2 separate regions of the Anas platyrhynchos genome follow, and region 1 is linked to region 2. A link is a contact called in public Hi-C data. All regions are on one chromosome and are shown on one strand. The core of a region is the stretch at or near the end of the contact, and the rest is flanking DNA. Distances in the headings are between cores, read along the strand shown.

What was found. Hi-C and Micro-C count contacts between places; a contact is called where the count stands out from the background.
Region 1: a contact with region 2 is called in a Hi-C map of skeletal muscle, with 3 times the contacts expected there. The contact joins two enhancer-like sites. A contact is called at or near these places in 3 of 8 Hi-C or Micro-C datasets (liver, skeletal muscle and subcutaneous adipose tissue).

Annotation. Positions count from the first base shown.
Region 1 is chr8:17,888,740-17,891,476 of IASCAAS_PekinDuck_T2T, reverse strand. No RefSeq gene overlaps it. Among named protein-coding and RNA genes, the nearest start is that of NUF2, 23 kb to the left of the region's middle. Within about 2 kb of position 1,251, at least 1 of the 8 cell types and tissues checked has an H3K27ac peak or open chromatin away from gene starts, as enhancers often do.
Region 2 is chr8:17,766,753-17,769,452 of IASCAAS_PekinDuck_T2T, reverse strand. No RefSeq gene overlaps it. Among named protein-coding and RNA genes, the nearest start is that of PBX1, 18 kb to the right of the region's middle. Within about 2 kb of position 1,307, at least 2 of the 8 cell types and tissues checked have an H3K27ac peak or open chromatin away from gene starts, as enhancers often do.

The DNA of each region.
Region 1 (2,737 bases), core at 2-2,501, 120 kb before region 2:
GGAGAAAACATCTGATTTGAAAAAAGAAAAACTGCCTAGGGAAGCGGTATTGCAGGAAAGAATATGGGTCCATAGTGAATCACAGCAAAGTGAGTCAGAGTGATGCTCCTTTAAAAAGAAAAAGTAATCTCGTTCCTGGAAATATTAATAGGAGCGTCATGTGCAAGTGCTGAGGGGGAGACACTACTATTCTGTATCATTTGGTGAAGTCTAGGCCAGCAGGATGCACAGTTCTACATGCTGCAATCCAAAATCCCCAAATGGGAAAGAACTGGGAAGGCATGACCTATGGGATAAGTAATAAGAAACTCTATAGAGGGAGGACAAACAACTTCATTTACAGTAAGGGAGAGCTAAGCTGATACTAGGAGCACTTTAGCTGTGAGTTACGATGCTTGACACTCTCACAGCAGCCTGCCAGGTAAACTCCTGCACCCACTGGATGTGTCCTTTGGTCCCCCCAGCTCCACCACCTTCTATTAACAGAGCAAGGCCAAGCTCCTTGATTGCTGCAACATATGTAGGTAGATGGGTTTGTACCTGTCAGTCTCCTTTACCTCCTCTTTCCTTCTACTTGTGGAGTGAAAAAACTTCCAACCCTATCTTGGAACAAATTCCAGAGGGGGCTGATATTGAAAGCTGCTCCTACGGAGGACTGATGGAAAGGTTTCATGTCTCCACAGCCAGAAATCCTCCATTCCTTATGGAATAAGCAATGGGTGTAAACCTATGAGGAACAGAGATCAATTATGGAGCAAGCAAAGCGCTGTGCTGGTGGTGGAATTGAAAAGACAGCAAGGAAAGGAAATTAATTATAAAAAACAACAACAAAAAAAGCACCTTTCCTACAGTTAATTGCAAGGTGATGCTTCACTGGTACCTCAGCTCAATAGTGTTGTGAAGGGCACTTACAGGCCACTGGAACCCTTCTAATGAGGCACAATGACAACTGCAAAAAAAAAAAAAAAAGCACACAAAAGAGCCCACACCAAAACATCAGGCCAGTCCTCTGCTTTATTCTATTGAAATAAAGGATGTGAATGCTGCAGTACCAGGAATTCTTCAGCCACAGTACATCTCCATCGAGCTGGGAGGGGGGAGAGCACTCCAAGTTGCAAAAATGGTTTAAAAATAAAGGTTGGAAGTGACACTTTGCACAAGCATAGTACTGTAATAGTAACTCTGACCTTTGGGCTGAACAGAGAGTACACAGGAACATTTCCTGCTCCCTCTATCATGCTGCTTCTTCCCATGGTTCTCTGTGTGTCTGCATTGCCCTGATAACCAGGAAATTGCTAATAGTTCTGGAAGGAAAAGCACCCTAGGGCTGTGGTCTTCCCCCAGACATCCTCCTGGGGAATGTTTAGGGTTACCCTGTGCAGCAGCTCCTGAAGCGAAGTTGTAAGGATTAGACCTCAAAAAACCCTCTGCTACCATCTGAGTTCTGGATTCTTTAACAATGGAAATGAGTGAGTTCCCTCCAGATCCCCTAATAGAATTAATCACCTCTCCGTGGACCATTTCCCAAATGTGCCAGGATTTAATTTCACACTGACTGATATCCAGATGAAAAGCTGTCTTCCCTGGTAACAGAAAATCTCGCCTTCTGGACGGCTCCTCTCTGCTGAAGGTGGCTGTTCTCCCCGTGAGAAGATCCCTGCTGCTGTGCTTCCCTTGCTGATCCTGTAGGGTCCTACAGAGACGGCTGCTTAGGAATGCTTTTCCCATCCCAGATAAGGCTTACTGCTTTGTGAAGCTACTGTAGGTGTGCTTTCTGCATACACTTTTATTCCAGACAGAATGTGTCGTATTAGAAGAACAAATTAGAAGAACAAATGGGATTTACCTGGCATAAGAAGGGTGCCTGAAGCAGGTTAGGGCTGTGCTCTCTGGGATTCCTTGGAAAGCTGGGCGGTATTTGAGGATTGTATCCATTTCTCCATGGCTTCCTTAAAATAGGAGAGAGAGAACACCGAAGAGTAAAGAACGGAACAAGCAAAATGGGAATTCTCACTTGTTTCACTCAATTTCACCAGTTTTTTTTAAATGCTTAAGATTTCTTCTACTTTTATTCATGCTCAGGTTCTGACTCTCGTGAAGCAGGATCCAGCTAAATGGAGCTTGGATTTCCTAGCATCAGAGAGGGCATTTGAATAAAAACCAGTATTGTTAGTTTCATTGCCTAACATTAAATTTTTAATGAACATTTTAATAAATATTAAATGAATAGTTAATATTTCTTTTTAAATAACACCGATACTTTTGTTTATGACAAATCCCAGCGATCTTAGTGCTGAAAACAAAATCAAGCCAAAATAATTTGAATCCCTACACCGGAAGATGTAAGTACTAGAAAGCTTTATGTTGGCCTCATATCCTTACTTACGTATCCAACTGGCCATCAGTTGGACCTCGTACTGCTGCTGACCAGGCCAAGCCCATTTTCTGCCTGCCTTATTTTGAGTTTACCCAGTCTCTTTAGATTTCACCAGTCACAAAAGGGAGGCAGGCTGATCAGGCACGACCTGCTCTCGGTAAATCCACGCTTTCTGTTCAGTCACCACCTTGTTCATCCTGTGCTGTCATGCCAGTGTATGTCGTAAAGCAGCGTTGGATGGAAATCTGCCACCCAGGTCTGCTGGGATACATCACTCCTGAGCCAGGCCAGCCTGCTGCTGCTGCTGGCCCTCCGTCCTAACCATTTGCAGCCCTTACACTGAATTTTCTCTCTGATTTT
Region 2 (2,700 bases), core at 58-2,557:
TGCGGGAGCTCTCATCCATGCCAGCTCGAGTCCGAGCAAAAACCCATCATCATTAGTCCTCGAAAGGAACAGCTCGGATGTTCTCCACCCCCATCGGAGCAGGCTGGGACGTACCACGCGTTCCCAGCGCCCAAAATTCCCCCAGTAAGCTCCATTACAGCCATCAGCCTTCACACTCTTCTCAATGGCAATCCTGCCAGCGGTTTGAGACGGCCACCGTGCTGTGCCCAGGGGCAGTGGTGACCCTGCAGGTGTCAGGATGGGTTTTTGTGGGGTGGGCACGCACAGCGAGGGGCACAAAGCCCGGCATGTTTGCTCTGGTGCAAGGCAAAGCTGGGGAGGGAGGATCAGGCCAGTGTGCATTTCTCTTTGCTAATGTGTTGGCAGCCTCTCCGTGAATAAAGCGCTAGGAAACAGATCTGGAGCAGCCCTCGGCTGTTAACCGGGCGGAGGGGCACCAGCTGCTCGGCGCCGGCCCCCGGGAGGAGCCCTTCTGCTGTGCTGTGGGGCCAGGAGCGAGCCACCACCAGCCCCTTCCGACCAGGGCAGCTTTCAGGCCCCTGCTCCGCATCCAAATCTGAATTTCATGGCTTTACGAGCTGCCTGCTTTGGGCCTGAATCCACGTCTTCGCTCCAAATGCCACCCCACCTCTGTCCATCCACGGGGAAGCCTGGCTCTGTATCACGCTGGCTCTGAGGGCTTGGGGAAGGGGCAGAGGATGGGACTTGTTTTTGTGGCTCCTGCAAGGCATTAACCAACCCTTTCTTGGAAAAGGACCGAGCCTGGAAAACCTCTTGCTTTTCCTCCGTGCAGCACCAGGGTGATGCTGCTGCCCTTGCTCCACCTGTGGTCAAACTGGGCTCTGTGTCTGCTGCTTGAAACGGGAGAGATGATAACGTCCTGCTTGTAAGCAGGAAACATTGGGCGAAATGAATTTATTTTCCCCTTTTCCCTAAATTGCACCAACACTGTAGCTCAACGTTGTCCAGCCTTGCCGTAGGCTGACCAGCGAGGCAGGAAGCTGTGCTGGTGTCACCAGAGATTTTCTCCATCCCGCTCAGACGGGAACCTTGGGGTTAATTCCCCACGGAGGCTCTGTCCCGGGCTCGCCCTTTGTGCCAGTGACTGCGCAGCCCCCGGCCCGTGGGCTGAGATAAGCAGCAAGAAATGTCCGGCGTGTCGCAACGTCCCCGCGGCTGAGGACGTGGCCACCCCTGGACGAAAGGATCCGGTGGCACCGAGCCACAGCAGGGTCCGTGTTGCAGCTGTATTGCAAAACCCCGGGCACGAGGAGGGAGACGGGCCAGCCGAAGGGGTATGGGGTTGGTATCCTGCAAATACAGCTCTCGGGCAGCTGTAGGAGCCTCGAGGAGCAGGATTTCTGCCATCCCCGTGGGGATCGGCGCTCAGCTGCCGTCTCCCACCTCCTCTCTCCTCCTAGGTTTCCCCTCCTGAAGCCGCCTCAACCTGCTGTGGCACCGACTGTCAAACGCTTCACACGTTTGTCACCAAAATGTTTTGGCAGCCGCAGCATCTCTAGGTTTTGACATAATCCCGACAGGAGACTTTCTCAATTATTACTAATGGAACATTATGCTCCTCTTTGGGAACTCCTGCATGAATAAAAAGGGTCATTAATGACATCTGCGCAGAGCCCGGAAATTATTAGTCAATGCTGATACAGTTTGATTTTATTTTTTTAATTTTTACCTATATATTTTCTTAAGCTCCTGGTAATTTCCCACCTTGCCTCCCACCCCCTTCTCCAAAGTCTCCTGTGCGAGCCGGAGCTGAGCTGGGTTATTGTCGCCGTTCTCGCTTTTGTGCAGGTAAATGCTCTTCCCCTCCCACCCTTTCTTCCCTTTTATTCCCTCTTGGCTTCCTTGAAGATCGTAGCTCTCATTTCGGTCCCAGGAGATCCCGTCGCACCTTCCTCTGGGCTTGATTTTGCTGCCAGTGCAGCTCAGATATTTCTTGGACTCGGGAGGAAAAACGGGGTGCCTTTTTCTCCCAGCTCTGTGCCAGGTTATCCGGACCCCAGCCCCGCTGCCCTCCCAGGCTTTGTGGCAGGAGACTTACTGGGAGGGTGGCTGGAGCTGTCCCCAGGTGCCACACAGCGCCGTGCCATCAGTTTTGAGGGCTTTCTGGGCAGCAACCTATTGTTTTTTCTGTCCTTCTGCCAGGTATTCATTCCTCTCTGCTTGATAACCCTAAAAAGGGCCCAAAATAGGCCTTTTTTTTTTTTTTTCCTCCTTCTCTCTAGAATAATGCAGCAATTTGAGAAACCGGTGTTTCGCAAGACAGCAGAGCGAGGCAGAGAGCTCTTTCCCTGCTGGAAGGGGCAGAGCTCGGGGCTCGCTTGCAGATGGGAGCTCCCCCGAGACTCCTCCTGGCCAGGAGCTATTTTAGCTCCGGGGGCTGGCTGCCAGAGCCTCCCCGCCAGCATCCGAGGTGTGAGCTGCACCTTGCCTCCTTCCCCTCTGCAGAGGAGCTGGGTGCCACAATAAGCTGTTTTTTTAAGGGTGGAAAGGTTTGGGAAAAGGGAATGACCTTCAGGCCAGGTTTTCTCCCAAACAAGTCATCTTCTGGCCTGGTTGCACCGTGATTTCCCAGCCAGGCCATCCACTACTGATGGGAAAGCCAAGAGACCTGGGCGTGTGGCAGAAAATAAGTCGTGAACCGTGTCAGATGGGTGCTGC